Regions from separate parts of the Mus musculus genome. Here regions 2, 3 and 4 are each linked to region 1. The links are chromatin contacts, called in public Hi-C maps. All regions are on one chromosome and are shown on one strand. The core of a region is the stretch at or near the end of the contact, and the rest is flanking DNA. Distances in the headings are between cores, read along the strand shown.

The links. A called contact is a pair of places that touch in the nucleus more often than the background predicts.
Region 2: a contact with region 1 is called in a Hi-C map of bone marrow-derived macrophages, with 22 read pairs. The contact joins two enhancer-like sites. A contact is called at or near these places in 1 of 484 Hi-C or Micro-C datasets (bone marrow-derived macrophages) and 1 of 115 datasets of contacts at active chromatin or transcription factors (trophoblast stem cells).
Region 3: a Hi-C map of uterus shows a contact between it and region 1, with 2.5 times the contacts expected there. The contact joins two enhancer-like sites. A contact is called at or near these places in 4 of 484 Hi-C or Micro-C datasets (bone marrow-derived macrophages, embryonic fibroblasts, nephron progenitors and 1 more) and 8 of 115 datasets of contacts at active chromatin or transcription factors (T-cell acute lymphoblastic leukemia, acute myeloid leukemia, embryonic basal ganglia and 5 more).
Region 4: a Hi-C map of bone marrow-derived macrophages shows a contact between it and region 1, with 24 read pairs. The contact joins two enhancer-like sites. A contact is called at or near these places in 2 of 15 datasets of contacts at CTCF or cohesin (CD8 T cells and the NIH/3T3 cell line), 4 of 484 Hi-C or Micro-C datasets (the HL-1 cell line, bone marrow-derived macrophages, nephron progenitors and 1 more), 4 of 115 datasets of contacts at active chromatin or transcription factors (embryonic stem cells, large pre-B cells and stem cell-derived neural progenitor cells) and 1 of 9 other capture datasets (embryonic stem cells).

The regions. Positions count from the first base shown.
Region 1 is chr2:166,111,476-166,119,404 of GRCm38.p6, reverse strand. Sulf2 (sulfatase 2) reads left to right here. Exons shown (of 21, transcript NM_028072.5): 3 at 2,294-2,533. Among named protein-coding and RNA genes, the nearest start is that of Gm52534, 4.8 kb to the left of the region's middle. Within about 2 kb of position 3,299, at least 49 of the 459 cell types and tissues checked have an H3K27ac peak or open chromatin away from gene starts, as enhancers often do. A contact at or near this core is called in bone marrow-derived macrophages and uterus, where this site is marked.
Region 2 is chr2:166,588,224-166,596,152 of GRCm38.p6, reverse strand. It overlaps Prex1 (phosphatidylinositol-3,4,5-trisphosphate-dependent Rac exchange factor 1), which reads left to right. Exons shown (of 40, transcript NM_177782.3): 16 at 2,251-2,393; 17 at 3,265-3,357; 18 at 3,804-3,952; 19 at 5,634-5,719; 20 at 6,507-6,643; 21 at 7,094-7,199. Among named protein-coding and RNA genes, the nearest start is that of Gm29679, 28 kb to the right of the region's middle. Within about 2 kb of position 3,937, at least 18 of the 459 cell types and tissues checked have an H3K27ac peak or open chromatin away from gene starts, as enhancers often do. A contact at or near this core is called in bone marrow-derived macrophages, where this site is marked.
Region 3 is chr2:166,531,565-166,539,493 of GRCm38.p6, reverse strand. No RefSeq gene overlaps it. Among named protein-coding and RNA genes, the nearest start is that of Gm29679, 29 kb to the left of the region's middle. Within about 2 kb of position 3,618, at least 15 of the 459 cell types and tissues checked have an H3K27ac peak or open chromatin away from gene starts, as enhancers often do. A contact at or near this core is called in uterus, where this site is marked.
Region 4 is chr2:166,499,798-166,507,726 of GRCm38.p6, reverse strand. It overlaps the pseudogene Gm14267. Among named protein-coding and RNA genes, the nearest start is that of Gm30908, 32 kb to the right of the region's middle. Within about 2 kb of position 3,071, at least 5 of the 459 cell types and tissues checked have an H3K27ac peak or open chromatin away from gene starts, as enhancers often do. A contact at or near this core is called in bone marrow-derived macrophages, where this site is marked.

The sequences.
Region 1 (7,929 bases), core at 2,050-4,549:
GGTTGTTAGTGAGTTTGAGGACAAAGTGGAGGTCCTGTGGCTGTGTAATGGTTAGAGGGGTGTTACAGTGGGAGGGTGCTGACTACACCCCTGGGTGTGTCACCCAAGTGAGAAATAGACCTAGCCCTTGGGAGAGGAGCTATTGCCTGCCCAAAAGGAGTTGGCAAGGTCTGATGGTCTATGAATGCAGAAAGCAGTGGACTGGCTCACCGGATGGTACAGCATTTCAAATGCCGGCCCCAGGAATAGCCAGGCGTTGTCTGAATAGCTGAAGGGAAGAGAAGCTTGACTCTGATGTGGCCCACCAGGTATCAGTAGAGAGGCAGGTGGCATCAAGGGTGGAAAATTCTGGCTTGCATCATGGTGTTTGCCAGACTCTAGGATTCTGTCCCCTCCCCAGTTCTAATCACAACCCCACTCCTAACACCACCAGACAGAACCACACTATAGTAACCGGTCCTTCCTACCCCCAGGAGAAGCTGACACTTGCTTCAAGTAGAGGAAGCCAGTTAGGATCACCGGCCCTCACCACTCCATGAACTGTCCCTGTGTGTGAACAGGCATGGACATCACATTCCCCTGGAGCCACCCAAAGGGGCACCTCTGGGAATTGGAGGCACCTCACAGCACCCCATCAATGTCATAATAAGAGAATACGTCTGAGCTGGGCGTGGTGGCGCACGCCTTTAATCCCAGCACTTGGGAGGCAGAGGCAGGCAGATTTCTGAGTTCGAGGCCAGCCTGGTCTACACAGTGAGTTCCAGGACACCCAGGGCTATACAGAGAAACTCTGTCTCAAAAAACAAAAAAAAAAACAAAAAAAGAGAATACGTCTGTCCCCAAGGGGCCCAAGAGTCATTCAAAGGCACAGGGATGCTCAGCTTCCCCAGGACACCATCACCAGGCCTTGGTGAAGGTGACAGTCACTGCCCTGCTTCTGCTGTGGATAAGCCTGGGTCTGAGCTCTTCATCTGCCACCTTCCCCACTGTGTGGCCCCATCCATCACCAAGTGCCCCAGCCGCGCTTCCCATTCAGAAAAGGACACTTGGAAAAATAACTTTGCATGTCGTGTATATAGAGCAATTGACCCACGTGTTAGTAATTAGAACAATTGTGAGCATTGCTCTCCACCCCAGGGACAACCCAGTGGTCCCAAAGCTCAGACCAATTAGCGGGCTGTAACACAGAGACTTCCAGGCAGGGCCTGTTGGATACATGTGATCTAGGAGGTAACGCTGACATCCACTGCAGACTATGCTGTGGTATGGTGCTCAGCAAACCTCAGAGAACCCAATATGTTCAAGCTAAAAGTCAGAGCTTAAAACCTTACCATGCACCGAGCGTGGCGGCTCACGCCTTTAATCCCAGCACTCAGGAGTTCGAGGCCAGCCTGACTTGGCTGGATATAGTGGCAGTCAAGGATGAACCCTCAATGCTTGGTGTGGGTAAAGGGCCTATCACAGTCATTTAGGGGGATCAGAAGCCCAGGAGCTGAAGGTCCAGCATATGGAGGGTCCTGAAGCTGTTTATATACAGCTCTGTTTTTTATGTCCAGGAGCTCTGTTTATGTACAAAACATGGTTTGAATCTAGACTCAAGGTACTTCAAAGTAGGTTTGTACCCAGTACAACTGTCTAGGGGGACTGAGACCAGGGCCTTTCTGGTTGGGTTGGCTTGGGAGCAGGGTCTGGCCCATGCAAGCCCATGGATTTCCTAAGGATCTGGGGAGTCCAGGAGATGGAGAGCCCAGGATATAAAGGGTCTAGGAGCTAAAGAGGCACAAGAGCTGGAAGTCCAGGAGCTCTTAGGCAGATAGGTTAGCTTTAAGGGTAGCGAGATATAGACTTCAAATGCATACAGGAGGCACCCTAGATGAGGCTACAAGTGTAGAGAGACTGGCTGGGGCTTGGCTAGACTAGACTTCAGTTCAGTGGATAATTCTTGGGAAACTTCTAAACAAAACGAAACCTAATTCTATCTGCATTTGTGACTGCTTTAAAAAAATCTGTGTATATTAGCACTCTGAAGAAAAGACACCCTGTTTATGTACAAAATAGGGTTTGAGTCAGACTCAAGGTACTTCAAAGCAGGTTTGTACCCAACGCCACTGTCTAGTGGCACTGAGACCAGGGCCTTCCTGGTTGGGTTGTGGGTGAGGAGTATGGCCCATGTAAACCCTTGGATTTCCTAAGCTTGCCCACAGTTCCAGGCTCAGGATTGGAAGCCCCTTAAAGAGCTCCCCCGCCCCCCCCCAAGCAGGCCACATGACTCACCAGTACCCTCTGCTTGCAGGCTCCATGCAAGTGATGAACAAGACAAGGCGTATCATGGAGCAGGGCGGGGCGCACTTCATCAATGCCTTCGTGACTACACCAATGTGCTGTCCGTCTCGCTCCTCCATTCTCACCGGCAAGTACGTCCACAACCACAACACCTACACCAACAATGAGAATTGTTCCTCGCCCTCCTGGCAGGCCCAGCACGAGAGCCGCACCTTCGCCGTGTATCTCAACAGCACAGGCTACCGGACAGGTGAGGACCAGAGTAGGGCACTGTTGGGGCCTGCTCAAGGGACAGACAGGTGGCCTCTTGTGCCCTCAGCTTCCCTGGGTGCGACGTCCACACTGCACTGGTCCCCAAGATAACTCTGGGTTATGCCCAGAAAAGGTTTCACTTCCCAGTGAGGTTTCCAGTTTATTTCTATGCACACATAGTAGATGTGTCTGAAGAAGGTTCAGAAAACCACCTTTTCAAAGAAACTAGAGTTTTAAAAAAATGGAGAGTCCAGGGAGATTGTGAATTCTCTGACAGGGAGGTCACGAGATATTCCTTGCATGCATGAGTTTGAGGTTTCTGTGTTTAAAACTGATTTATTGACTGAGACCATCTGCATGAGAGAAGGTTCCAGAATGTTGAGGTTGGAATTAGAGAACGGACAGACATGGGGGACTCACCAGTTTATTGTGGGAGTAACCAAGATGACGAAGGGGTTGCCATGGTGAGAGAGACCTTTGACTGTGCTGTTATTTGTGTCAGGATGTCCTTGTTGCCTACTTGAGGGAGACACTGTGGCGAGTTCGAAAGGCCGCCCGCTAGGCTGGCACCTAAGGTCAAGCTGTAATCCCAGCCCAGCCACCTCGCCCTTGCCAAATCCTCCAGACTCAACTCATTGAACTTGCTTGAGTTTGAAAGAAAAAAAACAAGAATTCCCCACCTTGGCGAGCAGCCTGGGGCTGTTGTGAAACCAGATGATATGGCTCAGGCTCAGATGTCGCAAGCCCGTGACGCTACATTGTTTTGAGTGGGAGTGAGGAAGGGCCGGGCACCTCCTGTAGCTGATCTGCAGCCATCATCCATCAGGGCTGGGCAGGCTTTCAGATGCCCAGTGGGAGTGGGTGGGACTGTGTACTCCCTACATGCTCCTCCCACCACAGGATCATCCCCAGAACAGGTTCAGCTATAAAAACCAGCTCCCCTACATGGGCAGGTCATCATGGGAGTGGAGGTGCAGACCCCGATGGCTTGGGGTCCCCACAGAAAGCGCGTGTTAGAGGTCTCGTAGGCCAGTGCTTCAGATGGTTGGGAAGCCTGGAACGCTGTTGGGGTGGGGATAGGCAGGGACATAGCAAGGCGGCGGCTCCTATTGGAGGGTGCAGCTGCCATTCAGGGCTAGAAACTCCATCTTTAAAAACTGAATACTGTGGGCCAAAGATGTATCTATGGGCCGGTATGGCTCAAGCACCCTGAACAGCTCTGGCTGGAATGTTTATATGAAAACAGATGAATAGGGGCTGGAGAGATGGCTCAGTGGTTAAGAGCACCGTCTGCTCTTCCAGAGGTCCTGAGTTCAATTCCCAGCAACCACATGGTGGCTCACAACCACCTGTAATAGGATCTGATGCCCTCTTCTGGTGTGTCTGAAGACAGCGACAGTGTATGCACATACATAAAATAATAAATCCTTCAAAAAAAAAAAAGAAATTGTTTAAAAAAAAAAAAAAAAAGAAAACAGATGAATAGTGAGGCCCCCAAAGTGTTCATCAGGCCTGTCACCTGGAAAGCAGAAAGACCACTCCTCCCACAAAGACTCCTGGGAGAAACATGAAATGGAAAGTTTGTGTGGCATAATCAAAACAGAAAACAGAGGCCACGGGAACGCAGAGACATGGGGACAGTCCGTCAAACAAAAGGGGAAATTACTAATCCCAAAAACACTATGGGATTTATGATGGAGCGAAAGCCCATATCAGAGTCACATGGGAAACAGAAAGAAAGGAATGACCATCAAAGTAGACAGTCACCAAACCAGGTGCGCCATCCAGCTGCTGGGGAGGCTGATGCAGGAAGGTCATAATTCAGGGTTACTGGGGCTAAGCAGTGACACTGCATCTCAAAATGAAACATCCAACGTGGACTGAGGATGTAGCTCAGTGATGATACTTGTATGGCGTATGTTCATTTTTTACGGTACAAGCCCCAGGGACAAATCAGTACTCCAGCCTGGTTGTCGGTCAAACCCTATATCCATTTGAGCATCTAAGGAAGGTAACTGAGCTGAGTTTAAGTCTGGCAGAGGGAATGGGGGTACCTGCTGCTTATGGCTCTCATCTAAATTCATTGCTGTCTTGGTGGCCTTGATCCAAGAGCAGGTCTACAGATCAGGTTCTCGTTTCTCCTTACTTCCCATCGGTGAGAAACAAGATATGTGAGTGTGAGCACTCGTGGCTGCAAAAGAGCCTGGGATATGTAGTCTTTACGCTGGGTAGGTCTTTGTACCACTGAAAACAGATCCTGAAGGGGGAGACCCTCAGTCACAGCCACAGCTCTTAACTGTTCGTGTTTGTGACGCCCTTGAATCCAGAAGGTCAGCTGAGCTTAAAGGACAGATGCCAAAATTCACAGTGCAGGGGGATGTTAACAGAGCCGGTTTAAAAAAATGAAGCTACAGCTGGGCTTAGTAGTACAAGCCTGTAATCCCAGTTCCCAGGATGGAGTCCAGAGGGTCAGGAGTTCAAGGTCAACCTCTGCTATATATTTAGTTTGAGGATAGCCAGAAAGGGAGGAAGAAAGGGAGGGGTGGAGGGAGATGGGGTAGGAGAGAAAAGAAAAGAAAGCTACCTGGCCTGATACTGCATCCCTGCATTTCCCAACACTAAGGGATTCAAAAACAAAAATGGAACAAAAATCGGGATGGGAGAGATTGCACAGCAGGTGAGAGCACTGGCTTTTCTTCTAGGGACTGAGGTTCAGTTCCCTGCACCCACGTGTCGGCTGACAACCACCTGTAACTCCAGTTCTGGGGCATCTAACACCTTCTTCTGACCTCCTCAAGCCCCATGCACACGGATGGTACACATTCACACATGTGAGCAGAGCACTCATATATGTTACGTGATTAATTCATATTCATGGGAGAAGAAAATACAAAACACATTTTGAAAATAACTTACTTTCTGAGACAGAGCCTGCGTAGTCTTCCCCCAAGTCGTTGAGTGTCTAGGGCTGGTCTGGATCTTTTGATCCATCTGCCTCCACCTCCCAAATGCTGAGGTGACAGGGGTGAGTCCCCATGCCTGGTTTATCTGCTGCTGGAACCCAGGGCTTTCTGCATGCCCCAGGGCACTTTAGCAACTGTGTCCCAGCTGCAGCTGCAGCCCCAGCCCTAGATGTAACAAAGCTTTGGCTCTAACTGCAATGGGTTGACGTTTGAAGTGCATAAACTGTGCAGTCCCTGTTGAGAAGAGTGTAATTTGTGCCACAATCATCAGATTGGTGTAACATGATGTCCCTTCCCATTGGCGTCCTCCTTTTACAGGGATCTGAGGATGGCAGGGGGTGCAGGAGGTGTCTTTCCAAAGACTCCCTCTGGCCCTGTTGACAGTCAAGTCTCCACTGGGTTGTGTGTGTTACCTTGCAATCCTGTGTGACAGACATGCTTCACTGAGCCCAGACACCGACTTACTCTCTGTCCCGGGCCCGTGTCTTCTGATGCCACTTCAGTTACCTTGCATCCCGCCTCTCTTAAAAGATGACTATTCAGTCATCTCACACTGCGACTGCACAGCCCGTGTCTGCGAGGGACACACAAGAGCAAAAGCCAGAGGTGCTGGGTTTCAGTCGAATAAATACCCATTGGTTAGTGGAAGTTTCTGGATATGGCTCCCGTCCAATCCGAGACTGGTGTGTCTCCCTGCCCCCTCAACCCAGGTGAGCCACCAGCAGCCCTAGCTGCGCTGACAGAGAGAGCGCATGCGTGTTCCCAGCGCCCGATTCCCTGACAAGACACAGTGGGCTGTGGGGGAGTTGGAGTGCCAGTCTGATTTCCAAACACTCCTCCCTGGGGGGGTAAAGAGCCTTTTCCAGCACTTTCTACCAATTAGATGCCAGCTAAGGCCTTCTCTCTCCACCACCAGAGTCCAACCCCACGTGGTTACGTGCCTGCCAGGCTTCCGTAGAGATGGTAGTGCCCCTTCTGCACGCCGCCTACATGTTCTGGAATGTTCCTGGGGAGCTGAGAACAGGCCTTTCGTTAGAAGTTCAGGCTCTGCCAGGACTCCCCTGGGGGTGCTGTTTTTAGACTGTACCATGCACCCCACTTTCTTTCCGTTCCTCTCACATAGCTGGGAAAGGACACTGGCTGATGACTTAGATTCTGGTCATTCACTGCCTGTGGCCACCACACGGTAGCCTTGGTGTCCTGATACCTGCAGAGGCCCTCACATGGCCAGGCCTGGCACTGGGCACCCTGACAGTCGCTGCTACTGAAGGAAGGCATTGTGTGCATGTGTGTGTGCATATGACTTGTTTTGCGTCATGAGGATGCCTCCCGTATTACCTTCCCCCAGTGACCACCCCTCTCTCCTACCTCCTGTCCTGCCATGAGCCCCTTTAGACCATGTCCAGCTGCCCACCGACATCTCTCTTAGGGTCCCCATGTGTCAAACCTACCATGTCCAGTATGACCTCTTCATTTTGTCACCCCCTTCCTAGGGCTGTGCACAGGCTCCCCCATGGCACTTCCAACTTTCCATTCACTCAGGCCAAGCCCGTGAAACCGTGTTTGACATGTTTCCCTTCCTATCACAAGCAGTCCATCAACAGACCCCATCATTCTTCCTGAAGTATCCGCTGAGTCCCTCCATTGTCTTCCTGTCGGCCCGCTCCCCCACAGCACCCCCCTCCGCCAACCAGCCGCTCTGTTCCCACCCTAATCCTCAAGGTCCGCCCTTCCCCATCCCCCACCCCCACAGCAAACATTGCCATCCCATCAGAACCCCTGCTGCTCTTCAGCATATGCCCCACCCACTAGGGATGGAGACCCGCCCTCAAAGCTGACACAGGGTCCCCAGGAGCTGTCCCACTTGTCCAGCTTCTCTTGGCCTCCTCTGTCCCTGTTAGCTGTCCCTGCTAGCCACTCCACCCACAGGGATTCCTTCCTGTTGCTCCAACAGTGGGCCTGGCACACGCCTCCGGGCCTTGGCTCCTCCCTTCCTCTAAAGCAGCGATTCTCAACCTGTGGGTCGTGACCCCTCTGGGAGGGGACACCTAAGACCATCATAAAACACAGTAACATTATGATTTATAACAGCAATAAAATCACATCTATGGGGTAGTAGTGACAATATTTTTATGGTTGGGGGGTCACCACCATAAAAAAGGGTCACTGCATTAGGAAGGTTGAGAACCACAGCTCTGCATAATCTTCAAAACTCATGCAATGCTTGCACGTATTTCCTCAGATCTGTGTTCCTGTGTCCCCTCCTCAGTGGACCCTCTGTGAACACCCCAGTACCCCATCTTCTTACTCATTTTCTTTTCCTTCAAAGCCTGACACCACCCAGCAGGATCTGTCTGTTTATTCTGCAGTCCCTTGGGTTGTTAGCCTTCCCTGGCCTGTCTGTGCTCCCTGCCTTCCCCGGCCTGTGCTC
Region 2 (7,929 bases), core at 2,688-5,187, 480 kb before region 1:
CCACTCCCATTACCTTTCTTGGTTCCTCTCTCAGAGAAACTGAGTTCTCCCTTTGAGTCTCTGACTCCTCCCTGTGGGTGGCCACTGTGCACCCACCATGGTGCCATATTGTAGTACAGAGTGGTAAACGCAGCGGGGGGCTTGGGGCTCGGGATCTGGCATATGTGCATGTGTGGATCCTCCTTGTATATCAGACAGACACAACCCATCTTGTGTATGCTGATAAGCTGGTACTGTGGTCCAAATGCTGAGGCTTGGATACAGGTACAGACTGCAGAAGTGTGAGCTTTGTTCTAACTTAGATTTAGTGAACTTGCTCTGCAAAGGGCCAAGCAGCTGCCACAACACTGGAACAAAATGGGTGTGGCTAGGTGCCAATAAAACTTTATTTAGGAAAACTGGCCGGGGGCCATAGCATTCTGAAGGCAATTTGCCTGTCTGTGTCCATGGCTGAGCTCTCTGCTCCCTGTAGGCTTTAGCTCCCCTGTGGCTTCAATTTCTCTGTTTTCTCCAGAGATCTTGCTGCCTGGTCCCCTCTACTGCTCATTTCCTTAGCTGAAGGGACCAGGCTTGGCCACCCATGGGCCTGTCTCCTTCTCAGAAGCCGCCTGCACCCTCCAGTAGCCCTGGCCCTGCCACCCGTCCTCTGCAGGAGCCTCTCATTTGTGGGTGAGGGTAATTGTGGTCCACTCAGCCTTGTTCCCGGAAGGCAGCTATCTGGGGAGACTACACAAGGAGGGGTACTTGGGCAGCCTGATGCCCTCAGGGCCCTTGATGGGGGAAATTGCAGGCTGTACATCCCCCCATCACCACCACAAACTCAAATATCTGCTAAAATAGGAAAGGACCAAACATTGGGGAGTGGCTGTGGCAAAGGGCAGTGTCAGCACAGAGTGGAGGAGGGGACAGCACCTTCTGCCACGTCTGGGTCCCGAGTGTCTTCTGGGAGGGACTTAGCAGACAGGGAAACAGAGGAAGCTTGCCACTGCAGCCCTGGAACCATCTTTTTGTCTTCTTCTAGAAGGGAAAACCAGAGTGCAAAGGGTTAAAGTATCAGCTGGAGGGGTTTGAACTTCAGTCTGTGTGCACCTCTCAAAGCTGAGCTAGCAGCCTTGGCTGGAAGGGGGAGGTGGGGCCTCACCTGGCTGGCCAGTGACTGGAGAGTGTCCCTCTGTGTCTCCTTGGACATCATTGCTCAGAGACAGCACGGTGACTCTTCCTCCAGCTCTGGAGCCTCCTAACCCCATGTTTACAGCAGAGGCTAAATTAGCGGGATGCTCGGAGCCTGGCACGCCCTGCTCTGAGGGAAGTAGCAATTTGCGTGCCTGTTTGTTCCAGAGCGGGAGAGGGGTTGCCCACTCACACACAGGTAGTTCCCCTGCAGGAGGAAGAATGGCCCCCCATGAGCATAGTGGGGTCTGGAGGAATCTGGACTGGCTCTCTTCTTGCACGCAGGCCCTCACAGGCTAACTCTTTGCTTTGATGGACCTTCTCTCTTTCCTTCCTTCCTTTGCTTTTTCTTTCTTGGTTTTTCTGTTTCTGTTTCTGTTTTTTTGTTTTTGTTTTTTTGTTTTTTTTTGGAGAGACAGGGTTTCTTTGTGTAACCCTGGCAGTCCTGGAACTCACTCTGTAGACCAGGCTGGCCTCAAACTCAGAAATCCACCTGCCTCTGCCTCCCAAGTGCTGGGATTAAAGGCGTGTGCCACCACGCCCAGCTTCTTTTTTGTTTTTAAAGATTTCTTGTTGTGTGTGCGCGTGTGCGTGTAACATGTGGCTGGACTCACCCTTCATGTGGAGGCCAGAGGGGGACACTGGGTACCTTCCTCAGCCACTTTCCACTGTGGTTTTTGAGACAGGATCTCTATCTGAACCCAGAGCCCTCCCAACTGGGTCAATTGCTGGCCAGCAAGCTCTGAAGATGTGCTGGTCTCTGTCTCCCCAGCACTGGGGTTAGAGGCATGTGCTTCACAGGGCATTTATATCGGCACTGTGGATCCAAACGCAGGCCTTACTGCTTGTATGGCAGGCACTGAACCCACCAAGCCATGTCAGGTTTTTAAAGGAGTCAGAGAGCCAAGGCCGTTGTGTGGAGTTCACACATGTTAACACTGGCTTGCAATTCTGCTCCCTTACAATGCTCTCTCGACCAAGCCACGCTTGTCCGGGAGCTGCTTCTAGCCTGTGGCTGCCGGTTGGCCAAGGCGCCGAACCGCTGCCATCTGACCACGACTGTGTGTCTGCGGCTTGCAGTTCTGGAGAAGAGCGAATTCAAGGATGAGTCCCAGTACTTCCGCTTCCATGCTGATGAGGAGATGGAGGGGACCAGCAGCAAGAACAAACAGCTTCGCAATGACTTCAAGCTGGTGGAGAACATCCTGGCAAAGCGACTGCTGGTAGGAGGCTCACAGTAGGGCTGTTCTGCCTCTCTTCCCTGCCTCTCCTGTGGCCTGGGAGCTGGGCAGCTTCAGACAGTGGCCAGAGCAGGGCATGCAGCTCTGAGCATGAGTCTTGGGACAGAAAAGCCAAGTCACTGTGCTAGCCAGGACTATATTCCTCATGAAACGCTGGGGCTGCAGGAGTTCCTACCCTTTCATCTAGCCCACAGCCATTGCTTCACTGTGCCTCCTGAGTCACCTCCTCCAGCACTATAGATAGCTCTCAGGAGTTTGTGTCCTGCTCGCATCCAGGAGCCTTGAGTGTCTGCAGTTGGGACATTTACTAACCAGGTCAGCAAGGTTGGCATCCCAGCCCACCTAGCCTGACTTCTTAGGCTGGGCTTGTGGCGAGTTGTCCGGAAGAGGTCTGTCCATAGCCACTCTAACCTCTCTGGTCTGTGGTAATCCTGGGGACGGCAGTTCCCTCTGGTGCTCTAAAGCCCTCCAGTGTAACCCACCACACCTGGATAAGAGTCAGCGTCTGTCCTGAGCTCTTCCTGCCTCTCCAGCTTTGTCCCCTGGGTAACGCTTTCCTCACTGTCTGAGCCAGGCTAGTCTCTCTCCCTGGGGCTGCCTCTGGGCCTTCCCACCCCCTGTACCTGCTGCCTAGAGCTCTTTGCCCACCCGCTCTCTTCTTTTACTTTAGCCTGAGTACATTCCCAGTCACACTGTAGACTGTTTCCTTCAGTCAGCAGTAAAAGTGGGGCAGCTCAGGGGCCTTGTAGACTTGCCACACACACCCCCCGCCCCCGCAGGATCCTAGTTCTTGGGGAGAAGGGTGTTGTCGTCGCTCCCGTCTGGTTGCCATAAGTGCATCTTGGGCTTTCAGATCCCGCCACAGGAGGACGACTATGGCTTCGACCTTGAGGAGAAGAACAAGGCTGTGGTAGTGAAGTCTGTGCAGAGGGGCTCGCTGGCTGAGGTGAGACCCACCGGTGGCCACTCAGGTGGGGTGGTACCTGAGCTGGGGGTGACCCCGTGTCTCTGAGATGCAGGGTAGCTGGGAATGAGACTGCCTTCCTGGCACGTTCCACTAGCGCCACCTGCTGGGCTCTTGGAGACGTGCAGGGAAAGCAGATGGCTGGCTCCCTGCAGGGTTTCTTCTGTCTCCCAAACCCCAGTTTATGGCATCTCCTTCCACAGTCTTGTTCACATTCCCATGGTTACAAAGTGGCCACCACACTGACCTCTGTGCCGTCACAACACAGGCTGGCGCTGGCCATTTCTTCCCAAGGGAACTGCCACCCACCCTTGCCTCCTTGGGCTTTCATTTACAGCTCAGAGCCCAGCTTCCTGGTGCTTCTAGAACATTCCAGCTTCCTCGGTGAAGAGGGAGGAGGCCAGTGACACCTGTGCTTGTCCCTCCAGATGGCTGGCCTGCAGGCTGGGAGGAAGATTTACTCCATCAACGAGGACCTGGTGTTCCTGCGTCCCTTCTCTGAGGTGGAGACCATCCTCAACCAGTTCTTCTGCTCCCGCCGCCCGCTCCGCCTCCTGGTGGCCACCAAGGCCAAAGAGTGAGTGCGAGCCTCAGGCTGACTCAGCAGGTCTCCCTGGGCCTGGCCCTCCAGCATGGGGCTGCCACCTTTGTTAGTCTAATTTGATGTCCCAAGTGCATGACCAGCTCAGTTTTGGGAACACCGTCCCGTCAAGGTGGATACAGTTCCTACCTTCCATGGATTCTTGCGAAGTCAGGGGGCGGGGCCAGATATACACTGGGCAGGTGTGAGGCGTGTGCCGAGTTGGCAGTTATCAGCAGATACCTGAGATTAGAGAAGGAAGCCAGTGTATGCAGAGAGACAGTGGCCAGAGAGATGTCACTGGGGATGGAGCGATGGCTCTAGGAGACGACTTCTGGAGGACGAGGGTTCTAGAAAGATGAAGCACTCACTGCAAAGCCCCCGAGGTTGCACTGTTGGTGGCAGGTCGGAGGAGGCAGTGAGGGGGTAGAGCAGAGTTGGAGAGAGGAGACATGAGCAAGTCCCCATGGATGACCGCTGGAGAGGAAGGCTTCCCTGGGGCTGCAGGTGGAAGCAGGTGCCTTCTATGGCTGCCTGGCTTGCAGGGTCAGGGTGGGCCACATCTGGACAGAGGTGCGGTGGGCATACTTTTATTTTACTTATTATTTATTTATTTATGTATATGTACTCTGTCTGCATGTATACCTGCATGCCAGAAGAGGGCATTGGATCCCATTACAGATGGTTGTGAACTACTGTGTGGTTACTGGGAATTGAACGCAGGACCGCTGGAAGGGCAGTCAGTGCTCTTAACCACTGAGCCATCTCTCCAGCACAAATGTACTTATATTGGTTAATTATTTGGTTCCCTGCTTCCCAGGCACTTGAGGCAAATGTTGGCTGATCCTTTCACAGAGGTTGCCTAAGACCATTTGAAAACACAGATATTCACGTTAGGATCCCTAACAGTAGGAAAATTACAGTTAGGAAGTAGCTATGAAAATAATTTTATGGTTGGTGGGGTCACGAGAACATAAGGAACTGCATTTTTTTTTTTTTTTTTTTTTTTTTTTTGAGACAGTGTTTCTCTGTGTAGCCCTGGCTGTCCTGGAACTCACTTTGTAGACCAGGCTGGCCTCGAACTCAGAAATCCACCTGCCTCTCTCTGCCTCCCAAGTGCTGGGATTAAAGGCGTGCACCATCACGCCTGGCTTCATAAGGAACTGTATTAAAGGGCCCCCCAGCATTAGCAAGGTTGAGAACCGCTGGTTTAGACTCTGTTTCTGTAAGGACAGGAGATTCAAGGAAAAGGTGACAGGAAAGGCTTAGCTACTCGATGCCGGAGACGGAAGTCACCAGGGTTTAATCTTTGAGGACAGGCTCTCAGGGTGGCTCTGCTTGCCCGGTAGACATGGAAGGAGGGATCATGCTGTGTGCTGGGGACAGAAGCTGCCTAGCAGCTCAAAATGAATGATATCTGCCAATCCCTGCGGCTGGTACCTTCCCTTGGCACCCACAGCCCCCAAGCTGTGCCTCCCCTTGGTATCCGCCACTGTCTCAGCCCCTGTCTGCTTGGGTGACAGCCTTTGGTTCTTTGGGGACCTGGTTGACTGACCATGTTGATCATTGCTCCTCTCATGGCTGATTTCCAAGAAGCCCAGGGTGTTGGCGGGAAGGGACTCCTTGAGGACCCACACTCCTTTTTCTCATGGCCTGTCTCTGCCCCTGTGCCTGCCAGGACCATCAAAGTCCCTGACCACCCAGAGGCCCTGTCCTTCCAGATTCGAGGAACAGCCCCGCCGTGTGTCTTTGCTGTGGGCAGAGGTGAGCGGGAGTCTGGTGTGCAGAGCCTCTTGGGGCCACATCGTGGGCGTGGAGAGCCGCATGCCCAGTGCAAGCGACTATAGCTTCCCAGTGGCATCAAGGCCATGGTCCAGCTGTGTGAGACCTTGGCTAGAGCCTTAGGCAGTCCAGCTAGAACTGAGAAAGTGACTAACATCTACTGAGCACTTAGTAAGGACAGCCATTCCCCACGCCCAAGCTTCTAGAGTCTCTCCAGAGTCCTTTGAAGAGATGTGCTGTTTACCAACTTCACAGATGAGAATATTAAGGCCCAGAGAGGTGAAGTGTTGTGTTGTAGACGCAGGGCAGAGAGGTAGTTGGAGGCCCCTGAGACTGGGACCTGCATGGGCCAAGGTCCTCGAGGCCTGTGCATCTTAGGCTGGAGTCAGCTGGCCATTTGTTTTCATTTCTAGAGTTGTCCGTTAGCCTAGAGATGCTCACGACCCACTGCTTGGGACCTGTGGTAGGACTGGCAGGGATGGACCGTGCTAGGCAGCTATATTGTGTCCTGGATTTTCTGAGCCTTTGCCCTAAGGGTAGCTTTGGTCTCTCTCTGCGTCCTGGCTTCAGTCCGTCGCTGTGCGGGCATGCAGGGCTCCAAAAGATAGGGGTCTGAGATACCACATTGGGCCGGCTGCCTCTGCTGTATCAGCGGCAGCTCTCTGGTTGGCAGCTGAGAGGAGGCACGCTCTGGATGCAGCCATTGGCAGGGGCAGCTGGACCCTGGCTCCTCTGCCTGGCTCTGGCCTCAAGTGTTCCTGTTCCTCAGGCTCTGAGGCTGTGGCTGCCGGGCTCTGCGCGGGCCAATGCATCCTGAAAGTCAACGGCACCAGCGTGGCGAATGATGGCGCCCTGGAGGTTCTCGAGCACTTCCAGGCTTTCCGCAACCACAGGGAGGAGGCCCTGGTGAGCACTGAGCGGAAGGTGGGAGGCTGCCTGCCATCTTGGAGGCCCCTTAGACTGCTTAGGAGCACTGAGCTGAGCTGAGTGTGAAAGGCCCTTTTACAAACGGGAGTGTTGTGACTTCAGCAACGAGCCACATTAACCATAGAAATCACTTGCAGGGTTGGGTTCTGACAGCCCAAATTCTCCCCTGCTGACAGTGTGACAGACTCATGGCTACAGTCACTCTTCCATCTACACGCCTTCTCTTGACTTTGGAGATTCAGGAGAGATGAGGATATTACTTGTACCCCAGTGTTGTCAAAGCCCCGCTTCAGAGTTGGTGTTCCACCCCCAGCCAGTGGTCCCTCAGTTCCAGAGGGACATTTTGGAGATCTCTTCAGAGGTGGCCTCATGGGCAGGAATCAGGGGACCGCCTGCCTTGGCTCGTCCTCTGACAGTGGTTCTTCGCAGGGTCTTTACCAGTGGGTCTACCACAGCCACGAGGATGCCCAGCTGGCACGAGCCAGCCAGGGTGCCCCTGATGAGGACCCCCAGGAAGATGACCAGCCTGACTCAGGTAAGGGACGGGGAGTGGGAAGAGCTTCAGTTTGGGGTCACGGGGATGTCTGGTCTTTTGTGTCCCCAGGTCTCCATCCATCCCAGTTGGCCCCCTTGGTGCTGTGAGCAGCTCAGAGCAGGGCCCATCTTTAGCGGCTCACACTGTAGTGAATCTCCCTGGGCCGTGGTTCTTTCTGGGACTCTCAGCTTCTAGAAGCTCCCCACATGCCTTGGCTCCTGATTCTCTTGCTGCCTGATGGCCTAGCACAGTTTGCCCAAGTCCTAGTTTATTATCCTTGTGGCTCTGCCCCCATCTGCCCAGGGTGGCTCCTGTGATGTTCACAGTTTCTCTTGCTTTATTTTTTTAAAGCAATTTATTTATTTTTATTTCATGTGCATTGGTGTTTTGTCTGTGTGTGTGTGGTGGGGTGTTTTGGAGGTGTCAGTTTTGAGCTGCCATGTGGGTGCTGGGAATTGAACTCATGACCTCTGGAAGAGCAGTTGGTGCTCTTACCCACTGAGCCACTTTGACAGCCCCTCCCGTTTACTTTTCATTGGCTTGTCAGTCAAGAGTTGGTTGCTTAGTGAAAGCCCAAATTCTCCCCTGCTGACAGTGTGACAGACTCATGGCTTATGGGATCAGAAGTACGTGTCTTCTGCGGGCCACCGTTCTGTCACGACCTGCAACGGTCCCCTCTAGAGTCACCTTTGGCCTCTTACCAGACTGCTCACTTCCTCTGCTGGCATCA
Region 3 (7,929 bases), core at 2,369-4,868, 420 kb before region 1:
CATGGAAAACAGTTTAAGTTGGCTTCATCTGGGGTGTGCATGTGTTAATTTGAACTCCTTGAAAGCTATGACCATCTCCTTTGAGTCTCTTTGAGTCTCGGAAGCAACTTTACCCAAAAGCTAACTATTCAAGTTTATTTTCCATTGCTATGATGAAGCATTCCAACCAAAGCAACTTAGAGGAGGAAGGGGCTTAATATGGTTCACACTGCCATCATTGAAGGAGGTTAGATCAGGAACTCAAGCAGAAACCAGGGAGGAATGTTGCTTACTGACTTAACACACTCTGTAAGCTTTCTTTTATCAATGACACTAAGAACTTCAAAGAGGGAGCCCCTTGTTACTCAGTAACAAAACTTGTTTTCTCCAACATCAGCTTGGAGGTGTTCAGAGAAAACCAGACCCAGTTCTGGCCATGACAAAACCTTCCCACTGCCACATGCTATGGCCTGGGTCACCTTGGCACCCAGCTGTGTGACCTGGATGGCCATGGAACATCCAAAGCACAAAGAATAAATCTAACAACATATGGTGGTCTCCTGGGGGGAGGGGACTCTCTGCTTTCCAAAGTGACGCTCTACAAGTGAGTGACACTGTCACTGCACAGGGCCACCAATGTCCTCATCCAGCCTTGGCTAGGAGACTGGAGGCAGCCAGCTCCTGAGGAAGTCTCAGCTTCTCACCAATTCCAGACCAGCAGAGGGGAACCCATCCCAGATGGGAGGAGAGTGCTCCCCATGTATGGTGCTCCCATACCTGCTGCCCGTGCAGGGCACTAACAGGGCCACCTGGATCGCAGGCTCTGAGTCACAGTCTGGGCCCGGACACACTTGTGTTGTCACACTGGCTGGGGCTGCCCACCCACTCAGATTTTTTATAGTGAACACATCACTCAGCGGGTGCGTTTAGAAACGAATGTGTTGTTAGCATTGCTGAAGCCTTAAGTTACTGTGAGAAAACAAAAGAAACAAAATTTGTTCAAGTATCAACCTCATTCCCACATCCCCCACCAGGGAGGAAATACAAGGCTGGCCAGGGGAGGGTAGGAGGACTCCTCACTTGCAGATATCCAGCATGCCCCCCCCAACCTTGTCCATCCCTCACAGCACTAAATTCCATGCCAGGACAGCTCTGGTGATTGGCTCTCTCCTCCTTGGTGCTGCCAGATTGCCAGGAGCTCTCTCTGTGTTCCCCGTCTTTCTACTGTCACCGAAAGGCTTTGATTTAGTTTATTTATCCCCACAGCTCCAGGGGGAGGGAGCTGGACTCCTGAAAGATCACCTTCACCAGTCTGCAAGGTGAATGATTTCAGGGGAGAATAACAGGTGTTGTCTGTGGAAAGCCCATGTCGCCTGTGCCCTGTCACCCAGGAGACTGAGCTCTAGAGCAGCCCATGGGAGCACACCATCGAGGGCACACCATGGAGAAAACGTGGAGGACAGATGGAAAGGCGGGGAGGGGAGGGTGGCTATCCTGACAGACAGAAAGCCAAACCCCAGACTCAAACATGTGCTGAACTGTGGGAGAGAACCAACCAACAGCAAAAGAGAGGTGTCCAAGGTCACGGGCTGCGTGGTGGATTTGGAACAGGTGTAGGGCTAGGCTAGAGCAACCATGACTGTGTCTCACACAAAGGGATAGAGACCCTCACTCCACGACACCAGTGATGGTTTCTAATTTCACCTCCAGAGTCGATGGAGGGGCCCCGGGGCCAAAAGGTTGGGGGCTTTTTCTGCCCTTTTCTTTCTCCTAGATAAGATTTCATCCAGAGAAAAATGTGTGTAGGCACAAGTGTGTGTGTATAAGTGTGTGTGTATGGGTGTGTGTGTGCAAGTGTATGTGTCTGTCTGTGCGTGTCTGTGCATGTGTGCATGTGTGTATGTGCTAGTGGGCAGGAATGTGTATGTATGTGCATGTATGTGCACATGTCTGTGTTTGCATGTGCATGTGTGTATAGAGTTGATAGATAAATTTAAATTCAAGATCCTCAGTTAAATTTGAATTTCAGATAAATAACAAATTGATTTATTCTAGTATAACTCTGTCCCAAGCAATATTTGGTACATATTTACATTTTTTTTTTTTTTTGTTGATCTGAAATTCATTTTTTCTTTTCTAATTCCAGGAAGCTTTGGTTTATGTATGTTTAAGGAGAAAAAAGGATTTGAAAATGAATCTGTTACCATATGGTATACTCCTTCAGGCCTTAACTGTATGAAGCCCTGCTTCCCCAAACTGAACCCTGCAAACAAGATTCTAGACCATTCTTCTGTCCCCATGAACAAAACACACTCCATCTCATGGGGCTACAGCCAGTTGTGTTCACAAGGGAAGAAGGGTTGGGCTGCTGTCACTTGGTCATGTGGCTTCCTCTTGCTTCCTGCTGTTGGAAGGCCAAATGTGGTGACAGCAACATTTGTTCCAATGGTTCCCTGGGGAGGAGGGGCAGATCTAGCCTGAGAGCACCAGTGCACTTGTGTGATTGTATGTGTGCGCGAGTGTGTGCACGTGTGTGTGAGTGTGCATGTGTGTATGTATGAAGGCCTGCATATCACCCTTGAGGGACCTGGGAGTCTGCAGAATGCCTTTTGGCTATGTTTTCCCATAATCCCAGCAAGCCCCTTGGGCATCATGCTCTCAGATAAGATGGTTAACTCTAATTGTCAGCTTGTCAATACAACTTGAATACCCTGGAGAAAGTCTCAGCGGGGGGTATTGTCTATATTGGGTTGGCCTATGGAAGAATATTTTAATTAAGCTAATTAATGTGTGAAGACCGAGCCTACAGTGGGTGGTGCCATTCCCTAGGCATGGGTCCTGAACTGCAGATGAATGGAGAATTCGAGCTGAGCTCAAGCAAGCTAGCATGTACGCATTCATTCTCTCTCCTCTCGATTGGGACTGTGATGTGACCAGTTGGAAGTTCTTTACTTGGCTTTCCCACAATGGTGGCCTGTAGCCTGGAATTTTAAGTTGAAATAAGCCTCTCTCTCCCTTAATTTGCTCTTTATTAGGGAGAGAGACAGAGAGAGAGAGAGAGAGAGAGAGAGAGAGAGAGAGAGAGAGAGTGTTTTAATCACAGGAACAGAAATGAAACCAGAGCACCAGGCACCTGGGGACTGGTGGCCCCATTTGGAGTCTCAGTGTCTGATGGAGACATGAGAGTCCTCAGAGCTCAGCTGTGCTCAGCTTAGGAAGTCACTTTCCTTGGGTCTGGTGGCGGTGTTGATGCTCAGCAGTCTCTAGGACCATTTCATCTCCAGCCCCTGCTGCTTCTGATGACACCATCTAGACAGCCTTTCTCTTCTCAGGTCCTGCATGCTCTGTGACATGCTTTTCGCACTGTGACTGTCTGTGGCTGGACAATGAGCCTCTCGCGCTCCTCAGGCTGTCCCAAGCCCCTCCTACCCCCCCACGGTGCATGTTTGCTCACAGGAACCTTTCTTTTGACACACACAAGCTGCTCTCTTTCTTCCGTACTCTTCTCAGTAGCTGTGCACCGAGAGAGGCTCGCTGATAGCTTTTCTCCGAGTTTTCTCATCTGAGTGGTTTTGGCCTGACCACTTTCTGGCTGAGCTTGAGGCAGATGCGATTTTATGAGGCTGTAAAAGTCAAGCTTTGAATGTGTTTCTATCAAATTGCTGTGGGAAGGAGACGCATTAAAGGCAAGGAAAATAATGAGGGCGGTCTGTGAGGAGTCAGGACGCTTGAAGCCCAGGGTTGCCAAGTTGGGGCGCAGGTATCTCTCACGGCTAGCTTCAGTTGCTGCAGCCACCCTTGGGCGTGTAGTGGGGGGGGTGTGGTGGGAGGCGCCTGTGTGGGGGTGGTTATCCACAGGCGAGACAGCAGGATTCCAGGATCCTCTGTACAGCACAGCCTTGCAGCCAATGCTGCCGGAGCCTTCGTTTAAACCCAAGCTGTCTTGTTGGTGGGACACAATTACATTAGGGGAAAAAATTGTTTATATGTCTTGAGATATTAAGATTATGAAAACAGCTACATAAACCCCTGTTAAGTTAGAAGAAAGTTAATTGTGTTTTGTGTTGCCTCCTGGGCCAGTGTACTGGTACGGATTTATTTCAACAAAACATAGCTAATCTTGAGGCCCCCAAACACATTTTCTCCCTTAATTACAAATAATTGTACAGAATGATTTACACCAGAGTGCCGTGCCCAGAAAAGCGTGCTTGGGAATAAAGGATAAGCATGGGAGGAGCGGAAGCAACAGACAGGCCTACTGGTCAACCCCAGGGCTGAGGCGTTTAGCATCCTGAGCCGAGACGGTGAGGGGCCACTGCCACCTCAGAATGGAGGATCTTAGCCCAGCCTTCTCACTTGTACACATGAGAGATGAGGCCCAGCACATGGTGGCACAGACAGGCATGTGGCACTGAGTGGGTACATCTTAATCGCGTTCTCACGCGACCGGCCAGGAAAGACGCAACAAACCAAAATCTTCTGCGGCAAAACTTTATTGCTTACATCTTCAGGAGCAGGAGTGCAAAAACCCCAACCCCAAAAGCGAAAACCCCTTCTATAATATCTTTAGGAGCCAGAGCTCCGGCGCGCCAAAGCGCAGAGCGTGCTCTATTGTTTACATCTTTAGGCAGCGAGCGAGCGCAGGGCGCGCAGAGCCAGAGAGATGCCAGCGAGAGAGAATGGCGGAAACCCGTCCCCTTTTTTAGGAGCGTTATATTTCGCCTAGGACGCATCACTCCCTGATTGGCTGCAGCCCATGGCCGAGCTGACGGTCACGGGAAAGGTAGAGTACAAGTAGTCATAAAATACCCTTGGCACATGCGCAGATTATTTGTTTACCACTTAGAACACAGGATGTCAGCGCCATCTTGTGACGGCGAATGTGGGGGCGGCTCCCAACATCTCCCCCTTTCCTTTTAATAAGAGCAAATAGGCCACCCATATTAATGAGAGTGGAGATAGAGGTCAAATCCCCAGTGTGTAGGTAAAGGAGCCATGTACAGGATTAGCTCTTAGGCTCACAGGCTTTTACCCAGAGCAACCCTGACCTGCTCCCGTGTCGTTTTGCCTGGAGAGAAGGACACTTGGACACTCAACCTTCTTGAAAGATGACATGTCTCCCTAGAATAGGCTCATATATGCCGCAGAGCCTTTCTACTGCAGTGCTTAGCCGTGCAACTCTCTCGGGCTGCTGAAGCACACTCACTCTATCCCGTGCAATGAGACTAGCCTCGTGAGATGTAAGAGCTGAGTGGCCAGCGACCTATTGCCTAAGCATAGATAACCATATATCAGGGGGAGCACCATGTTCTAGAGCTGCAAGCGCCTGGGCAATAACCACCTTGTCTCTCCTAGTTTAGGCCTTAAGCTTACAGACCAACCAAAGAAGCAACACTAATCCACAGCAAAGTGTATCTCCAAATAATATTAATCCCACCCATTCTTTAAAGAAAGAAAATGCTGAGGAGATCCAATTGGGTAATCTTTTGGTCAGGGACAGGTCCAAGCGCGTGGAGTTGACCTGAAGTCTCAATTCCCGAAGGATCTGTTCAAATTCAGCCGTCCAATTCTGTAACATATACTGAAAAAGACTTTTTGACAAATTAGCTGCCCTAGTAAATTTAACATACTGAATGGAAATAACACACAATCCCGGAAACTTTTGTTTACACCCCAGCTGAGCTATTTGCCATAATACATCTAGTTGTATCTGGACAAGATCTATGAGTTGATTAACCAGCATGAGACCTCTCTGTATCTTGACATTAGCTGAGGCCTGTTCATCTATGACTGTAGTCACTGAGGCTGACAAAGTGTTAATGGTGTTAGTCGTCTGGACCTGTCCAGACAGAGCCAAGGCTGTCTGAATCAAGGCTAAACCCAGTTCCTAGTTAGTGGTAAAAAAGCAAGGGAATACTTGAGCATTATACATCACCGTCATTGGGAGTGGAAATATCGACATTATCCCCCAACGCTGCTCTCTCTTTATTATTGATGCCCTGGACATCACCAAGACGAGGGACATCAGTATTCCTTTGGTCAGTCTGGATTTTTCGGGTGAGTCTTTCTGGTATCCAAAATGGGTTGTCTTCATTCTGTGGGAAAACACAGATAGCTCCCCTGGATCTTATCAAAATAGGATCTGGGCCATACCATTTATTATCAAGGACATTTTTCCATTTAACCATCTCATTGGGCCTATCTGGCTCTGTACAATGACGTTCAGCCGCAGTATGGCCATGAGCATCAATATTTAAAAAATTGAGTGTAAAGAGTGCCAAAGACACAGACACTCTTGGTGCTCGGGGTAAAATCTCTTCAATTCCCCTCTTCTGTTTTATAAGATAGGTTTTGAGGGTGCGATGCGCACGCTCAACAATACCCTGTCCTTGAGGGTTGTATGGAAGTCCAGTCAGGTGGGTCACGTCCATCTGACGGCAGAACTGCTGAAATTTTTGAGACGTATAAGCTGGTCCATTATCAGTCTTAAGGAGTCTGGGTTTTCCCCAAGCACTCCATGCCTCAAGACAATGTTGAATCACATGTGAGGCTTTTTCTCCGGTTAACGGAGAAGCAAACATGATGCCAGAACATGTGTCAATGGACACATGGAGATATTGAAGTTTTCCAAAGGAAGAAACATGTGTAACATCCATTTGCCAGACCTGTAGAGGTCGAATACCGCGTGGGTTAATTCTCACATGAGGAACTGGCAAGAACTCACAGCAGCTTTGACATTGAGTAACAATGTCACGGGCTTCTTTTCTTGTCAAGGAGAAACGACTGCGTAATGTTTCAGCCGTCACATGAAAATTGTTATGAAAATTTCTTGCAGCCTCTACCGGGGATGATAGGGCAGCAGCCACCACTTTAGTGGCCTTATCTGCCAAATCATTTTCCAGAGCCATGGGGCCAGGTAGGCCTGAATGGGCTCTAACATGAGTAATATAAACAGGAAATCTTCTAGATAACAAAACTAATTGTATTTGCTGAAAAATATTGGCAACTCTACTGGAAGGCTTAATCACTCTAGCCACTTCTAAAAGATTTACTGCATTAACCACATAACAGGAATCTGACACAATATTAAGGGGTTCTAAAAAGGTTTTTAAAACTTCTAAGACCACTAAACATTCTACCACTTGAGGTGAATTTTCATTATATTGTTTGGATACCACTTTACCATTAGCCACATAGGCACCTATGCCAGTTTTTGATCCATCAGTATATACCACAATTCCATTTTTAAGTGGGTTTCTTCTAAACATGTAAATATTGATTTCTCTCAAAGGAGGAAATATGCGTGACATCCATTTGTCAGACCTGTAATGGCCTGACGCCACGAGGGTTTACCCCTACGTGAGTAGATAAAATTTGACAACAATCTAAAGGCATTATTAAGTAATCAGAATCATTTCTAGTAGAACCAATCCCTCTTGCAGCTCTAGGAATACCAGAGGAAGAAAAAACAGCCATGTAGGCTTGGCAAAATTATTAGTTGAGCTATTCTGTCCCCTTGTGATATAGAAAAGACAACTTGAGGACAAGAACAGAGAACCTGAAGTTCCCCTTTACAATCCTGATCTACAACTCCAGGGTGGACAATAAGACCTTGTAGGCTGCAAGAGCCTGCCTCTGTCATTATTGTCCAGTGGCTTCACCTGCTCGGGAGAGCGCCTTTCAGGCCCTAATAGCCTTTTTATCTGATTCAGAACTACTAAGAACTGGCTCCTTGAGCTCACCTAGTGATGAGTAGAGGCTCCTTCTCCTAGAAGCCTCCGCTGATTGATCTTTTTTCTTTTCTTTTTCCTTCTCCTTTTTTCTAATCTCTCCCCAGGTATTCTTACCTGACCTAAACTTTTCCTCAGGTTCAAGACCCGTGGAAAGGCCTGTATGCTTATTTTGTGTACCATATTTTCTCTTTGCTCCTACTCTCTCTCCCCGCTTTAC
Region 4 (7,929 bases), core at 1,822-4,321, 390 kb before region 1:
GGTGGAAGGTTGGATACATGCATGTATGTGTGTGTGCATGTATGTATGGAGGAATGGATGGATATGTGCATGAGTGAAGAGCTGGTCTGAGTCTTGAAAGATGAACAAAGCAATTTGGACCGCACCGACCAAGTGGATCTAAATAATTCTAAAGTTCTCCTTAGCAGACCAAAGGCTGGGCCTCTGATGTCTGTCTTATGAAGTCCTAAACAGAAGTGGGTGATGTTCTGAGACTCCAGTGAAGTGGAAACTTAATGGTTCTTTGGTGAGTCAGTTGTGTTGTGTGGTGTTTTGCTGGGGCAGATATGTGAAGGAGTGTTTTCTTGAAGTGGACACAGGTGAAAGACTAAGGCAGACTCGTGAAGGAACATTTAGCTGAAGCAGACACAGGAGAGAGGATGCTCTGCTAAAACAAGCGTGTGAAAGGACATGTGATGAAGGATTCTATGCTAGCATCACATATGTATTGGTCGGCCTTACATGGAGTTGCATTTGTCGGGACTCCATTGACTCGGGCTGATTGGACGCATGTGTAAGATCTGTGCTGAGACAAGGCACGTGGAGGACACGTGATGTTTGGAGGGTGTAAATAGGACTTGACAGGGTGATGAGGAGAGAAAACTTGGCTTGCTGGTACAGCTAGCTATGCAATGCTTGTGGGTCTCACTTCTTCGCTGATCTTCACTTCTTTGAGAGAGACACAGCCGAGCTGAGAACTCCTGGTGACTTGAGCCTGGGCTGAGGAGTGCTCAAGTCATGCTCTCCATCTCTGCTAGGTCATGTCACTGCTGTTGCTAACCTGACTCTGCTGAACTGGACTGCGGGGGGAATCTGTGAAGTGTTTGCTAGTGGATGGAGCTGCCACTGCTAACTTGTGAACTGAACTGCCAATTTCCAGACAACAGAGATGAGAGTTGCTCCAAAGAACCTTTCTAAACAGGTCCACTTCCCCTGTATCCTTTCTTTTCCACTATCCCTGGTGGGTGGTGGGCTACAAGGGAGGTTAAAGCATTTAAGAACCATCACTAAAAGTAGTATTTGAAAAAATTAAAGTTATACTCCAGCATCAAGGAAGAGGCATCCCTGAGAACTCTTGACTGGTAGCAGGTCTGGTCCTTTGAGTCTCATGTTATCTGTTTCTTCCTTTATTTACCACGGCCCACAGGTTAGATGTGACTGGTCCCTTAGCTTCCTCCCTCTCTTGCCTCTCTCTACAGTGACCTCAGGCAGCAACACTCATAACAGACATTATAAGGAGGGCAGATAATTGGGAGAGGACATGAGGCCAGGCATGCTGTGCTTTCATTCATAATTTTTGTTATTATTATTGTTGTTGTTATTGTTATTATTATTAGAGACAAGGTATCACAACCCAGGTTAGATTGGAACTCAGTGTATAGCCCAGGCTGGACTTAAATGTACCATGTCTGTACCCAGCCTGGTCTTAGAACTTTTGATGCTCCTGCCTCAGCCTCCTGTGTGCTGAGGTCCTGACAGATGGTCCTGCCTCTCTTCTTCTACTGCACAGCCATTTGTTGAGCAGGTGTGGAGAAAACACTCATGTACGCCGCCTCTCCTGCTTCTGAAGCAACAAAGAACACGAAGCATACGCTGCCCAGTGCTGAGACCTCTGCGCCTTGAACAGCAAAGGGAAAATGTGTTCTGGAGAGCACTGAAGAGAGAGCAGCTGGGGCGCTTCTAAGCAGTGTGAGATGATGTGAGGTGCTCCATGTGAGATGATGTGAGGTGCTCCATGTGAGATGATGTGAGGTGCTCCATGTGAGATGATTTGAGGTGCTCCATGTGAGATGATTTGAGGTGCTCCATGTGAATTGATTTGAGATGCTCCGTGTGAGATGATTTGAGGTGCTCCGTGTGAGATGATTTGAGGTGCTCCTGAGCCAGGAGGAAGCCGCATGGATCCTCACAAGTCTCTGTCTCTTGAACTCTGGGCAGAGAGACTGTTTCAGGCTGGCTTGACTTCCCCCATCTTAGGTTTCCTGCCCTTCACAAGGCTTAGCGGGCATGGCTTCAGCCTGGGTGGTCAGCGGCTCATGCTGCTGAAGTGACTTCTGTGGTTTCTTTGTTTTAGAGGCTTCTATTTATGGCGAGTAACATTGATTTTTTTTTTCATCTGCAGAACGAGATCATCAAGTTTCCCTTAAAGTAACTGGTTTCAGATGCATTTTGATGAGGCCATGCTGTAGGCAGGATGCGGCTATTTTAAAAGGCCTGATGGAGGCTGGGCGACATTCTTCATAAACGCCAGTGACGGGTGTGTAATTCAGGCCCTGGCCCCAGCCCTGCCTCATGCAGCCTCATGCCTTGCTCAGCCTCCTGCAGCTACAGGAAGAGGGTAGCATTCTCTCTTGTCTCCCCATTGCCCTCCCGATGTGCCTTCACCCCCTAACCTGCCATCCACCTCCATATTGGTCTGGTCCCTTGGGCCCTTCCACTGTGGGAGAACTTTCCCACCCCTAAAAGAATCCTCTCTCTTCTCTCTCTCTCTCTCTCTCTCTCTCTCTCTCTCTCTCTCTCTCTCTCACACTCAGGGGCAGGCATATCAGCTACCATTGAAATGCCTGTTACTCTTGGGCCTCCTTACAGAGCCTCCTAGTTCCTATATGGGTGTCCCGAGTGGTCCCACACTTTTCCATGACAACTAGTCTGATACCTGCTTGTCAGCTTAAAAGCCCTGAGCTAACCTGATCTCTCATGTTAATTCATGCTGTGTGTGTCTGGGGGGGAGAGGGGGATATGGTGAGCACACATGCAAATATACACACAGACACATTCACATATTCTCACACATACACTGACACTAACACAGTCACATACGTGCACATAACAGTGTACACACACAGACACACACAGCCATGCACACAACATTTACACACTTACACTCATAAGCATATAAGCATGCATACTAACACACACACAGACACACACAGACACACAGATACACACACAGGGTGGGGGGGAGCAAGTAGCTGATCTGTATGAATTAGCAGGAGGAATTACATCAGCCTGGCTTTTTGCCTTGCAAGGAGATGTCAGGCTGGTGTCCATACAGAGGGGAGGCACCAGAGGTCACACAAGAGTCCCAGTGCTGGGGTGACCAAACTGGGCCAAGTGGCAGGCTCTGGATTCTTCTGCATTCCTTGAACTAACATGACTTATTTTCCTAGACCCCTACCCCAGATCCTAGATAGTATCTGATCTTCAGTCTAATGGGCCCTCTAGTCTCCCTGTTGCTTTGATGGCAGAGATGCAGGTGGTGACCCCATGTCATAGGCAGATGCTGCTGCTGCTGGTGGTGGTGATGGTCGGCGAGGCTCACTTCTAGCAGCAGCTGCAGCAGCTGATATGGCAGGACCCCTCAGGGCTGGAGGCTGCTTGCAATCCAGAGGCCAGGCATGATCTCTGAGAGTTTTAGACTCCACCGTCCTTGTCCTGTCCTGTTCCCTGGGGGGGGGGGGCGGGGTGAGAAAGGGGGCGTAGAAGGCAGCTAGATTGAGGTGTATTGGCATGTGTGGCTGCTTCGAGTCCACAAATTATAACAACAAACGGTTCCTATTTCAGACTCATGTTCACACTTTTACAGGATCAGTATTGTATACTGGCCTCTCAGCAGAGCCGCTTACACTGTGCTTAGAAGTTTTTATTTCCTCTGTTGTTCACAGTGAGGAATGGATTTGCAGCACAAGCTGTATTTGTAGCAGGAGAGTGGAGGGCACCCCTCTCTTCACTCTCCACTCTTGTTGAGTCTTTTCCTCAGTGGCCAGTTTCAGACAATTGGAGTGTTAGCAGCCAAGCACCGAATCGGAGGGAAGGTTTAATGAGCGTGTGAGCTTTAGATGAAATGTGGCTGGTCATGCGTGTTACACAAAACATGTGTTCTCTCTCTGGGATAAAGAGGCAAGCCATCACAGCTCAGAGGTTAAAAGCAAAGGCTGCTCTTCCAAGAACCGGGTTTTGGTCTCCAGCACTTACATAACTACTCACAACTGTCTGTAACCCCATTTCCAGGTGATCCAACATCCTCTTCGGGCTCCCTCAGGTAGCAGGCTCTCTGGAGGTGCACAGACATATAGGCAGGCAAATCACCCATACCCATTAAATAAAAATGATGTTTTAAGAGGTTAAGTCATTGAGCTACAAATTTAATATTTAAAAACAGGTAAATTAAGCCTGTTTTCTCTATAGAACGCAGGGTCCTTGGCAGTAAGGCCTGGCTGCCTTCAGCCTGTGGTACGATTTCTAGTGAAATATCAGCACTGCTGACTTTCTCACAAATGTGTCTGTAGGGTTCCCTGTTCTCATGGAGTGTCGGGATGCTTTGGAAACCCTGTATGTACTTACGGCGAATGACCACACCGGGACAGCTTGTCAGGAGGCAGGTCAGCATGACTTAGGGTGACTGAAGGCTTATCAAGTTGGGGGACTGAGGGTAGGAACACCCAGGATGGGCAAGGGTGATTGGCTGGGGTCTGAGGGTGTTTAGACTGCCTCGTGAGCATGGGGAAGTATTTCAGAACTCTCAGGTGTGGCCTGAACAGGTTTTGTCAGGAGAATGGAAATGGGTCCTATAAACTAATTGAGGCTACATGATATTCCTCAAGGAGAGGCGAGTGGGAGGGACAAAGTCAGAGAAGGAGAAAACCTGTTAATGAAAGGAGTCCCCCATTATGTGCCAAGCCCCCAAAGCTAGCAGTTGAATGGTGGACTTCGACCTTAATTAGCAGTTTTTCCACACGTGCCTTCCTCCCTGACTTTGTCCTGATGCCCTTTGGTGTGAGGAACACCTTGTGGGCTTCTTTCCTGGCTCCTTTAATCAGTGCCATGTTGTACAAATGGGCTCTTGGGAAGCCCAGTCCTGATATTACTTGTAGGAGCTTTTCCTATTGTGTTCATGTTCTGTGCACATGGAAGAACTGTCTCCCTAACACCCGTGTCTAGGCTTAGGCTCGTGATATCTCCTGATATCTAACATTATAGCCTGGTTACTGGCTCATATGCCCACAGTATTTCAGGTCCCCCTTCTCCTCGGCACAGCACAGTGATTCACTGGTAGTCATGTGATCTCAATCAGGCACGGGACTGAAACCACACCACCAGGCAGAGAAAGATGGTGCCAAACAGTGGGCCCCTGAAGATACGACTTCAGTTTGTCCACTTCATGCCTGATGTTGATCACCCCAAATAATTAGTCATGTGACTCTTACATTCTATTTTCTTTCCCTCTCAGGAGTGACGTCACCTGTCAATTTCTCTGGCTCAGTTAGCCCTACCCCAAAGGCCCTGCCTGTGCCCTGCAGCACTTTCCCGAAGGGCAGAGGGGCCTTGGAGGAGGAAGGTTGGTAAGCATGCCTCAGCTGGGGTCTGGAAGGCCTCCCCACTCACCACAACAGCTTCCTAGACACCCATGGGGATGTGAAAATATGATAGTGGCTGTAACTCAGTTGGTAGAGTGCTCGCCTAGAGTGCATGAGGCCCTGGGTTCGAACCCTGGCCTGGCAGAGAACAAACCATTCAACAACCAACCAACCAACCAACCAACCAATCACACAGACCCTCTTTGAACAAGAGCAAGACAGCAGAAGGAAGGATGTAAAAGTTAAGCCTGGCTCTACCTCCCGGCCCCATGTTCCCAGGAATAAGACTCAGACTCACAATATATTTACAAATACCTTGGTCATACAGCTGGGCTCTTCTCTGACTAAAAGCATAACTTAAGAAACCCCACTTATTCTAACCTACATTCTGCCATGTGCCTGTGCTCAGGTACCAGGTGTCTTCTTCCATTTTCCTGGGAGAATCTCCTGCCTGGCGCTATCCCAGAATTCTCTCTTCTTCTGGATGTCCCACCTCCTATTTTCTGCCTAAGCCATAGGCCATCAGATTTATGATTGGCAGGTGCCACCTCCACACAGACACAAGCTATTCTCTCTACAGAAGGACTGACAGACATACAATGAACATGTACTCCATTTGGGTTATAAAACCAAAACCAAAACCAAACAGACCCACAACCTAGCTATCCAGAAAAGACTTCTGGAAAAATCTAAAGACACAGTAAGACCCCCTGCTGCTTCTAGTCTGTGGAGATGCCAGGGGAGGGAGAGGTGTGGAGAGACAGCAGAGGGGCTGGGAGCTGCAGGGAACATGGCTTCCTTTGCTTCACGCTGGAGGGCCATAGGTGTTGCCAATGCTGAAGAGGATGGGGTCACTGGAGAAGCTGAAGTGGCTACTGTGTCACTCTTGGTGGAGTGGAGAGGGGACCGTGGGAGTGCTGTTCCTTCTGCTCTATATTTTTGTAATCTGAAACTACTCTGAACCATATTTTTCAATGAACTCAAAGCCCCAAATGTTCTCAGCAGAAAGAAGTTTGTGTGTAACTGGTCGCCCACAGAGCTGGGAAAAGCACAGGCCTCAGCTGGAACCTTCTAGAGGGTCTCATCTTGGAAGGCACCTGCGATATATATATTTTTTTAATAAACCCTTTCCTTGCCAAGTTGCTTTTTTAAAAAAATATTTATTTATTTTATGTATGTGAGTACACTGTTGCTGTCTTTAGACACTAGAACAGGGCATCAGATCCCATTACAGATGGTTGTGAGCTGGGAATTGTACTCAGGACCTTTGGAAGAACAGTCAGAACTCTTAACCGCTGAGCCAACTCTCCAGCCCCACTGTGGTACTTTTAAAAGTTCACTTCTAGTGAGATTATTCATCAAAATCCAACTCATGGGCTGATGAGATGGCTCAGTGGCGCTTGCTGCCAAGCCACATGACTTGAGTTCAATCCCCAGAAGCCACATGGTAAAAGACAGAACAAGCTCTCAGAAGTTGTCCTCTGACCTCTACATACACATACTGGCATGTGTGGTCCCACAAATAAAAATTCAAATATAGGCTTCACAGACGCCACTGTAGCTTTTCACCACTTGTTGCAGCCATGGTCAACCCCACTGTGTTCTTCGACATCACGGCCAATGATGAACCCTTGGGCCGCGTCTCCTTCGAGCTGTTTGCAGACAAAGTTCCAAAGACAGCAGAAAACTTCCGTGCTCTGAGCCCTGGAGAGAAAGGATTTGTCTATAAGGCTTCCTCCTTTCACAGAATTACTCCAAGATTCATGTGCCAGGGTGGGGACTTTACATGCCATAATGGCACTGGCGACCGGTCCATCTATGGAGAGAATTTTGAGGAATGAGAACTTCATCTTGAAGCATACAGGTCCTGGCATCTTGTCCATGGCAAATGCTGGACCAAACACAAATGGTTCCCAGTTTCCTATCTGCCCTGTCAAGATTGAATGGCTGGATGGCAAGCATGTGGTTTTTGGGAAGGGGAAAGAAGGCGTGAACATTGCGGAAGCCATTGAGCGTTTTGGGTCTAGGAATGGCAAGACCAGCAAGAAGATCACCATTTCTGACTGTGGACAACTCTAGTTTCTTTTGACTTGCTGGCATTTTACCCATCAAGCCATTCCTTCTGTAGCTCAGGAGAGCGCCCCTACCCCATCTGCTCGCATTGTCCTGTCATCTCTGCTCTCACTGAAGTTCTTTGGGTTTCATATTTTCCTCATTCCCCTTTAAGTTGAGCTGGATTACAAAGTTAAGTTTATGATTATGAATAAAAACTAAAGAAGAAAATATTCAAATGTAATAAAAAATTAAAAAACCCAACTCATTCTTGACTTTTTGTTGCGCCCACCTCGTCCGGCAAGGAAAAATGCAACACGGCCGGATTCTTCTCAACAGCTTTACTCCTGGAACGCCTTGATGCTACGGGAACCCCGGGAACCCAGGGAGGACTCCTTATATACACCCCAGCACTGGGGAGGGCTATGTTTCCTCCTGGGATTGGTCAGTCTGCCGGCACTTTAATTTACATGCACCCATTCGGGAGGGGTTGGCGCCAGAT